Linked DNA regions of Mus musculus: all the other regions are linked to region 2. The links are chromatin contacts, called in public promoter capture Hi-C maps. All regions are on one chromosome and are shown on one strand. Each heading gives the region's core, a stretch centred on a gene start, on an enhancer-like site or on the middle of the called end of the contact. The rest is flanking DNA. Distances are from core to core; before and after follow the strand shown.

Region 1 (3,202 bases), core at 289-2,788, 260 kb after region 2:
AACAATTTATTAATTTGTTTCTGTAAGCTGGGGAAGAAGAATGCACCCGAGCTTTCCCTCCCCCGGGGTTTCCCAAGTCCTGCGGTCCCCTGTCAGCCTGTGACAGGGAGAAGGGGATTGGCGAGGCATCTGCCCTCCCACCTCTACCCGTCTGCTGCCATCGATCTTGCTAACCACCACCTCTGCGAAAAGAAGCCCTGGGCTCCCGCCAGACCTGCTGGCTCAGCCCTACCCCCTCTCTCTGGGGTGGCTCCCAGACTCTGCAGCCCCTCTTCCCCCCCCCCCCCGCGCGCCCTGCCTGGGAATCTGCAGCTAGGGCTCCGCACAGCAGTCCCCCTCCCCCAACCCCGCCTGCTGGGAAAGAGGAAAGGTGCTGTAAGAGTGGAATTAGGGTTTCCTCCATCATCAGGGACTCCACAGCAACCCCCAGTCCTCTGCCCTGCCCCCCACCCAGCCTCGTTCAAGCATCCCCCTAGCTCGTCCACAGAGGACCACACACAGAGGGGGAAGATCAGGAAACCACGGAGTCAGAGAGTGTTTAAGCCCGTGAACATGAACGCAAATCTGGGTTAATGGGTGTGAAGTGTAAACCCAGTGCGGCTGGATGCGGGGAGACAAATGTATCTCCAGGATGAAACCATAAGTGCATGTGGGCTGGGAGGGGGGTCCCCAACATTCCATCCCCACCATGCAGGTTCACTGCAGTGCTGCAGCCCCACCCGTTCCCCCTCCCTCCATACTTGTCTATGTTCCTCTATCTCAGCCCTTCTTCCTTCCTCTGTCTGTCCATCTGTTTGTCTGTCTGTCTCCTCCCAACTATGCGTCTCTGAAAGCTTGCTACCTGGATTTTTGTGCCTCTGTCTCTCCTGTATCTCTTGGTCTCTGTCTCTTTCAGGCGTTCTTAGTCCATCTCTGGTCACACCATCACCACCACCACCATCACCCTCTTCTCTCTCCCTTTAATCGTCCCTCTGTCCCTTAGCATGTCTGCCTGTCAAGGAATTTAGTAAATATCCACACTATACTAGGCAAACATGAGATAATGAATCCCCCCTTAGCTGGCCCATCTCGGAGTGCTGAAGTCTTCCAGAACCTCTTCTGGCTGCAGATCCCTCAGCTCCCACCTTTAAACCCCATCTCTTCCACCGCTGTGCTGGACCAGGCACCCGGTTGCCATGGCAACCTGTCCGCGCATCCTTTCTCTTGGGACTGTCACTCTCTAATCATAGGTCCCGCACAGGGAGGATATCTCCTGGGAGAGGGTGCTCAAGAAACCCCAAGGGATGTCAAAGAATGTGCTCATGGGCCTCCGCCCATGATAGGGGCAGATTCTCTCCCCTTCGTCTTCCTTTCCGTATGGGATTCTTCCTACATCCTGTCCCCTAAGCTCCTAGATTCCCCCACCTCTTTCCTAGCACCCATTCCCCAAGCGACGCTCACCGTTTGTGGGGCTCTGGGTTGGGGTGGCCATGCTGAGCCTGAGCAGGGGGTTGCTGAATGCTGAGGCAGCGAAGGCGCGGCTGCAGCAGCTGGAAGCAGGACAGACTGATGTGGTGGGGTAAGGTGGGGGGAGCCCTGGTAGAGTGGGGGCCTATAGCCAATGGGGGCCCGAAGAGCCCGCCCCCGTCCAAGCCATCCCCCCGCCCCCGCCCCCGCCCACTGCTGACGTCCCCGCCCCTTCCCCAAGGGTGGGGGCGCCCCCTGCCGGGGCCAAGGGGGCTCCCGAGTTTTCGCACAAGAGGCACTGATATCAACCAAGCGCTATCAAGAAGGAAAACCGAGTTTTATTAGAGGTCTGAGCAGCAAGGGGTGTCCGAAAGGCAGGGCTGATGCAGGGAACGCTGGGGGTGGTCACAGGCGAGCATCTGGGTGGGGAGAGGTGTCAGGTGCTAAGGGGGCTCTGCGGGGGTGAAAAGAGTAAGTGGCAAGCTCTCGCCACTATCCCACCCTGGCACTGGGCCCCTTGCCTCCCTCCCTCCAAACCCCTCTCCCTCCTTCCTCCCATCAACTGCAGAACCTGGCTGAGTTTCCTGGAGTCAGGTGGAGGTTCTACCGCCTGCGGGATGACAGACCTGAGAGGGACGCAGAGAGTTCTGGGGTAAGGGGGAGTCTGCAACCAGGGCTAACTCTCCGCCAAACCCATTCTGAGTCCAAGAAGAGGGGGCTCTTGAAAACAGCTGCCCCACAAACCCCGCAGTATCCCCGAACTCACGGCGGATGGAGCTGCGGAAAGTTCCCTCCTCTTCGTCGGGTTCCCCAGTTCTAAAAAGGAACAGATAGAGGAATTCGGATGGACCAGGAGAGGCAGCCGCTTCCGAGAAGCCCCCTAATGCAGGCCTTATTTCCCGACCCCCACCGTGGACTTGATATGAACGCGGTCCGTCAGAAACAAGAGCGCCCGGCTGCTGTTTCGGGGTGCGGCAGGAGGTGCTCCCAGCCTGTCACGGGTGAAGGCCTCCGGGATATTGGGGAAGGTACTTGACTTTGTTGGGAGAGGGACGGTCACAGCGTCTTGGGAGACTTGGGACTTGGGTCCAGTGAGTGACCCTAAGTCACCTTACCGCCCCGTGCCTCAGTTTCCTCATATGCAAAATGGGATTGATGATGGAGCGCACCTCATCCGGGTGGGGTAAGGAGTACATAATAGAGAAGGAATCGGGCACCTGGCGCGTAGTGCGCACTCAAGCATGCCAGAGGGTCGGCATGGAGGCATCTGTGATCATCTTAGCACGCAGAAGGCATGCCTACGTTTTCTGCGCTTTAAAGGTTTATTTCGAGAGGAATCCTGCGCGAGGATCGGGACTGGAGCTAAACTGGGCCGCCCTGTGAGGTGATCTCATTTCAGCGCGGCTGCTTCTGCCCAGCTTCGCCTCACCACGCTTGAGTTTCCATCTGCGGGGCTGGTGGGAGCCCAGCGCCCCCACTGGCTGGGCGCTAGGCCAGGCAGAGAGGGAGCTTGACCATCGCTCCGGCCCAGGAGCCTGTCTTAGGGTTTAACACACACTAAGCGCTTAATACATGTTCACTGCAGGATGGGTGCACTTGCTGCCTCGCCCCAACCGCCTCTCCACTGCGGAAGGAGCGAGGGAGGCCCAGAGGGACCACTCACCTCTGCTGTTGGTTGAATTTGCATCGACATCTCTTGCCTGTGGAGTGGGAGGGTATAGGCTGAGCTTCCCTCTCGCTCCCGCATCCCTAGGCT
Region 2 (3,095 bases), core at 294-2,793:
CAGGTTGGGGTAAGGAACCCAACCCTCAGATAAGGGACTCTGCCAGGACGGTGCTTGCTTGTCTCTGTTCTAGCACCTGCCTGTGACACCGGTTGGGCCATCTGGAACTCATTGCAGAGAAGGTTGCATCATTGTGCTCTTTTGTCACTTTGGGGTGCTCACACTCACATGTTAAGGGTGGGGTGTGAAGTGGGATTGTTCAGGGACATGGAGCAAGTGCTCAGAGGTCATGACAGTTCTGACCCTCCTCCGAGGGTGGGAGTCTCTGGGACATTTGCTTCTGCTTCTTGTGGTTCCCCTCTCCTTGTCTTCTTCAGTCATTTATGTGGAATCCCAGGGCAGGAGCTAGATAATAGGCAGGGTCAGGATCCGGGACCGAGAGAGGAAAGTGCAGAGCTAGGCCCGGGTATGGTTGGGTGCAGTTCTAGTGCTCCTAATCTCCATTGCAGTGTGTGTAGGGCATGGTGCTGGTGGATAGAAAGAGGGTTAATAAATATACAGTTCTCCATCTGGGGATATAGCTCAGTTGATAGAGTGTTTGCCTAACACGCACAAGACCCTGGGTTTGAGTCCCACCATCACATAAACCAGATGTAGTAGTACAAGGTTGCCAGCATGAGGTAGAGGCAGGAGGCTCAAAAGTCCAAGGCCATCCTTGGCTACATAGTGAGTTTGAGGCCAGCTTGCTTAGAAAGCCTTGGAGATGTGTGTGTGTGTGTGTGCGCGCGCGCTCTCCCCATCCATAAACACACACACTACACACACATATATATGTATGAGACTTATCAAGGAAATAAATGAGAAATTAGGGATAATAGAAGCAACAAGGTTGAGTACTGTGAACTGGAGATGAGCAATTGGCATTTTAGGGATAAAGGAACAGTTTGGCCAGTTGTGGTGATGTACGTGAGTCGCCTCAGAGGAGGAGGAGGATCGGGCATTCAAGGTTATCCTTGTCTATACAGTGAATCGGCCGGGGCTACCTGAGACCCTACTACAAAAAAACTGCAAGAAAAGAATGGAAGGAATTGAGGGGAGCGGGAAGATGAGAGACTTGGCCAGATGCCCGGGGGGTGGGGTGGGGGTAGCATGCCGGGTAAGGAGTCCAAGCTATCCAGTGTGGTTTGTACAGGGAGAGAAAAAGTAGCAAGCCGGAGAGGCAGGTGGAGCCTGCAGCATGGAACACACCAGCCTGGCGGCTTTAGATGGATTTGGCAGGGTGGGGGACTCAGAGTGACTGAGAGGGAAAAAGAGAGGAAGGAGGGCTTGCTTGGATGCCAGGTCTTGCAGGGACAGGCTCAACCTGATTCCATCCCATTACCCTATGCATGAACAAGACCCATGGTGGCCTCACCTTGCAAGAGCTTGGGGAGTAATGGGAATTGAGAAATCAAAGATATACTGGGAACAGTGTCTGCCTCCCCCTCCCGGAGCCCCAGGGGTGGGCGACATGATCCGGGGATGAGTCACTAGGGTGGGAACCCTGCTCCCTCTCATAGCCACCCCTTGCTAATATAAAGGGCCATCAGGGAGGCCCCGCCTCAGAGCAGCCCAAACCGGACACCATGAAGATCCCAATTCTTCCCGTCGTGGCTCTCCTCTCTCTTCTGGCATTGCATGCGGTCCAGGGAGCAGCCCTGGGGCATCCCACGATATACCCGGTAATCACACAAGTGCCGGCCTTTTTTAGACCCCGGCTGCCCCCTCAGTGTTGCCCATCCATTCTGTGGAGAAGTGACTCTTATTTGTTGGCTGTGCTTTGGCAGCTAGAGGAGAAGCTGGGGTCTTGAGGAGGGAGGAAAGGAGGAAGGGGAGAGTGTAGGGATGTAGCTTGGTGCAAAAGGAGGGGAAAGACTACTCTGGGAAGAACGGAATGGTTGGGGGGGGGGAGCCGGAAGCTGAGGTAGGTCACTGGGATCCCCCTAATCCAGCTTTCCTTCCTTTCTAATCCTCTGAGTAGCTTTCGGATGGCGGGAGGCTCCCTGCTGGCCCAGATTCCTTAGCATCCCAGCCCCTAGACAGAGAGGACCCCTGTAGTCCCTCTGCTCCTCAGCTGTCCTAAGGGAACAGAGGAATGCTCTTCCTGGCTTTAAACGTCTAAGACAAGGGGCTTGGTGTCAACTGGATTCGAGCAGGTGGCCTTGGGAAAAGCAGGGTCTGCTTGGATCTCAAATGAGCTGGGGGCTTTGGCCAGCCTGTTGCATGAATTTGTACTTATCAGGAATTAGCTGGGTGTAGTGTAGCACCATTGTGACCCCAGCACTTGGGAAGCTGAGACTGGGGGATTAGGAGATTGAGGTTCATTTGGGCTATGTAGTGAAACCTGCCCTTTTTTAAAAAGGCTTTTTTGTTTGTTTGTTTGTTTTTTAAAGATTTTAGTTTTAATTAAGCATGTGCAATGTGTCCGTGTGTGTGCACAGACATGCCAGAGGCGATGGGGGCCTAAACAATGTGCTTAACATCAGAGCTGGAGTTAAAGGGGGTGGTGAGGCCCCTAATGCAGGTGCTGGAAACCAAACTGGGGTCCTCTACAAGGACAGTGGGTGTTCTTAACCTGTGAACCATCCCTTCAGACCCCTCTTGCCTATGTTTAATCCAAATTTAAGACAAATATGTCAAAAATGCTGAGCTCTGAGCACTAGGACCCTGCCCAGAGGGCCACATGCTGGTGACCTCTGTGGTGCAGAGGAGGGAGTAAAGGAGTCCATAAGATGGAGGGACAGAGGGCTTTAGGGATGGAGAAAGTTATATTTACCAAATAGAAGACTTTAGCATTGGTGGCCAGTGAGCCACGTGGTAAACTAGCCACAGCCTACAAGAGGCTGACAGCTTACCTTAGGGGCTTAGTTCATGCTAGTACCCTGGGCTTCGTCAACAAGCATGGGTGTTTTGGCACACAGAAAATCAACAGCCAAACAATACCAGGTGGTTTTGTTAGCTGGGATCTCTTCCCACCTTTCCTACCCACGAATCAGCAACTGGGTGTCCCGGACCAGAATGGAGCTGGCACTGGGGTCCCAGTGAGAGATAATGTACAGGTGCCTCTTGAGGGGCAGTTGGCAGAGGAAGAGGAGAGGAAGGAAGGGTCTTAGGGA
Region 3 (3,339 bases), core at 140-2,639, 290 kb after region 2:
GAGAGGCTGGGGGCGTGGCTCAGTGGTAGAGCCACTGCTTAGAATCCCTCAGAGAGGGGCTAGCAATGGAGGCTTGCTTAGCCTGCTCTTCAGGCCCTGGACTTAATTAACACTTATCACTCACACACACACACACACACACACACACACACACACACACACACATACCATGCACACACATACCCTGGACCCATTTGTTTAGATTAGACATATATTTCTTGTAGTTGATTTGGGGACTATTTCTCAGATGTCTAGGGCCCCAGCAAGCTTTGGGGAGCTCCAGTAGTGGTTAGGGGTCTCAGCTATGGATGCTTGTGGTCTAAGGCTGCCCCCTGATACTCTGTCACACATGCATGGGTTGCAGCTGAGTGCCCAGCCTATGCGGCCATTTTTCTCAGTTCCAGCCTGACTCCCTCATACTGTCTTTTCAGCTTGATGAAGCTGACACTGTTCTTATCCCACACAGCCATCACATGGGAATTCATCCTAACGCTGTGTGCTCTATCAATATGGCTGCTGAATCTCACCTCTTACACTTCTCTCTCCAGACTCTTCCAAGACCCCAAAGGACCACAATCTCTGAGTGAACCAGAGTGGGAGCCAGCACAGAGAGAACCAGCCTTGCTGGGACACTAAGCACCCCTCATCTGCTTCCTGCCTGTGCTAGTCAGAGGGCAGCTTCCGTGTTTTCCCCTACTCCAGGACGGTGGATGGTCATATCTGCAGGGTAGGATGCATACACCCTTGTCATCTGAGTCCCCATCTCCTAACCAAGTCCCGCTTTACAGCTTCCCTGGATCAGACTTCTCTCTCCTGGTGTTCATCTATCTTCCTTGTGCCCTAATAATACCTGGCCGCTCAGACACACACCTCCATCTGCTTCCTCCCCCCAGGGCACTTAAATTACTCTTCATCTACTTAGTTACCCCTAGACACCCCTCTACTCTCATCCACTGAGAAACCCTCAATCACGATATTACGATGTAGTCACTTCCTGTACACCCTGACACCTCAGATACCTCAGGTAAACCCAGACTTCTCATCTTCTCAGACCTCCCCCAGGCTTCCCCAATCCGTCTATGAATATCAGGTGAGTCCCCCCAGTTGTATAATCCAGTCCCACAGAGGTGAGCCATCTGGGACAATCAGCTGACAGAGGCGGGTAGTCTCCTGTCCCCATAAAAGAATCTTTAAGCAGGAAAGTTTTAGGGGTCTTTAACCCCAGTTTCTATGTAATAGGTGCAGTTAGAGGAGAGTTAGAGAGAGTGGGGGAGCAGAGGCTCAGGGAGGAAGGGGCCCCCAAGGCCACTCACCTGAGTAGCTCAACAGGCTGAGAGGTGGTTCCGGGAGAAAGCAGAGTATGGACTTGCCAAGCCGGGACAGCCTTTATCCACACTGCCACGCCCTGAGCAAACCTGGGCAGGCAGGCACAAGTCAGGTCTCCCTGAGGCGAGGGACGCCCCCACTCCATTCCTCCCTTAAAGAGACAGTTCTACTCATTCTTTAACTATAGTAGCCTCAGGTAAAGTGGAAGGGGACCAGGGTGGGCTGAGGATTGGAGGGAAGAGGGTGTGTCTGATCTCCCAAACATCAAAGGAGACTGGGAACGGGGAAGATTCTGGGGTCCTTAATGACAGACGCCCATCATCCTGGAACGATGTGGGAGAACGTGGAACATACATGTAATCTGTTTCTGATTTAGGTTGTAGTGGGGGTGGGGCTTTTTCTTTATTTGTTTGAGACAAGCTCTCACTATGTAGCTCTGGCTGGCCTGGGAACTCACACTACAGACCAGGCTGGACTTGATCTTGTTGAGAGTCACCCATCTCTGTCTCGCAGGCTGGGATTTAAGGCATGCACCACCAGTTGTTGTTTTGTTTGGGGATGCACCCACTGGCATTTGTAGGGAACTAAAGCCCACTCTCCATTCTGCATTCTTTGTTGGCAGGGGTTAATAAAAGACACTGACAAGGCCAAAGTTGTAATAGGAAGAAGGCACTCAAGTGGTGGGTAGAAGTTGGGGAAGGTCTGGTTCTTGGGGTTCATAGACCAGGCCCCAGAAGACTGAAAACCGAACTGACTTTCAACGTTTCTCTCAGAGATGAGGAGATGTCGGGTGGACGTTCAATCTACGGAGTGGGTGTGGGCATGGATGTGGATGTCAAAGTTGTCTTCCTCTACTGCAGATGAGTTCCCTGTACTCTACAAGCCCCCACCCTTCCCTGCCCCCTGTCCAAATGGCACTCCTTCCGCCTGGGGTCTGTAAGGCTCCCACATGGTCCCTGCTGGAGGTGCCCCCTCCCCCAAAATTCTTCCTCCTTACACAGAAGAACTTTTGTCCGGGGTCTGGATGGAGAACAAGGCACCATTGAGTGGCTGGCAGAGGATTGGGGTCACCGGGAGGGGCAGGGCCAGGAAAGGGGTGGCTTCTATTCGGCCACCAGCTGGACTCCAGACGACCCCCAACACTATGGTGAAGGCGGTAGGGTGGAGACCCAGAGGCACCAGGCTTGGGAGAGGTTGCTGTTGTGGGTGTGGAGAGGAAAGTTTAAGGGAACTTAGGGCCAAGGGTCTGTGGGGCAAGGAAAAGGACTCCCCACTTCTCGCCAAGGCCTCCCTCCCTGATGTAGCTCACTTAACTATGATAGTCTGTGTTCCCTGTTGGTAGCTCCTGATCTTCAGGCCCTAGCCAGGACAAGGCATCCTGCCTCCCATAAAGGAGCGGAGCCCTCCCTCAGGGCAGTACCAAAGCAAGAAGCACAGCTAGAGATACAAACAGAGGAAGGACAGGCCTGGCAGTGGTCTGGCCTGGGATGGAGGGAAGAGACTTCCAGGTCCCCTTAGGGCATCTTTGTACCTAGCCACATCTTCCAGAAGCTCGACTGCCTCTGGGGAAAACATCTAAAACCCTTGGTGGTCCTAAGAGTAGGAGAGTGTCTCCCTCTGCTGGACATCATAGAACTACATGCATCAGAGAGCAGGAGCTAGGTGGGGTGGGAGTGGGAAAGCTTGGGTTTCTGTCCTTCATCCCTCCTGGGTGTGCACCCAGATGCTAGAGGGACCAGGTGAGAATCGCGAGCAGATTGTGAGGCAGGATGAGTGTGAGAATGACTATCTTGTCTAAGATAAGTGGCACCCTGTGGTTAGATGTAAGCAGTCTTCAGTCTCCTTGATAAGGGACCAAAGTGAGGTGTGTGAGGTGTATGTGTGGAGGGGGGTGATACCACTGTGGCAGAGAGACAGTGTCTGTGTGTGGTGTGGTGTGGAGTGGAGTGTGTGTGTGTGTGTGTGTGTGTGTGTGTGTGTGTGTGTGTATGTACTTGTATAGGGATAAAATAT

What was found. Promoter capture Hi-C pulls out the DNA fragments that hold promoters and counts their contacts. Capture Hi-C pulls out chosen DNA fragments and counts their contacts.
Region 1: a promoter capture Hi-C map of liver shows a contact between it and region 2, with 2.3 times the contacts expected there. The contact joins the promoter of Fxyd7 here to the promoter of Krtdap in region 2. A contact is called at or near these places in 11 of 39 promoter capture datasets (the C10 cell line, the HPC-7 cell line, cranial neural crest and 8 more), 1 of 484 Hi-C or Micro-C datasets (embryonic stem cells), 4 of 115 datasets of contacts at active chromatin or transcription factors (bone marrow-derived macrophages, embryonic stem cells, large pre-B cells and 1 more) and 4 of 9 other capture datasets (adipose tissue, embryonic stem cells, liver and 1 more).
Region 3: a promoter capture Hi-C map of macrophages shows a contact between it and region 2, with 5 read pairs. The contact joins the promoter of Fxyd3 here to the promoter of Krtdap in region 2. A contact is called at or near these places in 12 of 39 promoter capture datasets (the C10 cell line, the HPC-7 cell line, cranial neural crest and 9 more), 4 of 484 Hi-C or Micro-C datasets (bone marrow-derived macrophages, embryonic stem cells and epidermal suprabasal cells), 1 of 115 datasets of contacts at active chromatin or transcription factors (microglia) and 2 of 9 other capture datasets (adipose tissue and liver).

Annotation. Positions count from the first base shown.
Region 1 is chr7:31,049,916-31,053,117 of GRCm38.p6, forward strand. Fxyd7 (FXYD domain-containing ion transport regulator 7) reads right to left here and starts at 1,539. Exons shown (of 6, transcript NM_022007.1): 1 at 1,441-1,539. The coding sequence starts at 1,471. Fxyd1 (FXYD domain-containing ion transport regulator 1) reads right to left here. Exons shown (of 8, transcript NM_019503.4): 5 at 3,110-3,146; 6 at 2,213-2,262; 7 at 2,018-2,072; 8 at 1,763-1,900. The coding sequence ends at 2,050. The region is part of intron 2 of Gm38984 (a long non-coding RNA gene); the gene reads left to right.
Region 2 is chr7:30,786,362-30,789,456 of GRCm38.p6, forward strand. It overlaps Krtdap (keratinocyte differentiation associated protein), which reads left to right and starts at 1,544. Exons shown (of 6, transcript NM_001033131.4): 1 at 1,544-1,661. The coding sequence starts at 1,566.
Region 3 is chr7:31,075,308-31,078,646 of GRCm38.p6, forward strand. It overlaps Fxyd3 (FXYD domain-containing ion transport regulator 3), which reads right to left and starts at 1,390. Exons shown (of 8, transcript NM_008557.2): 1 at 1,314-1,390.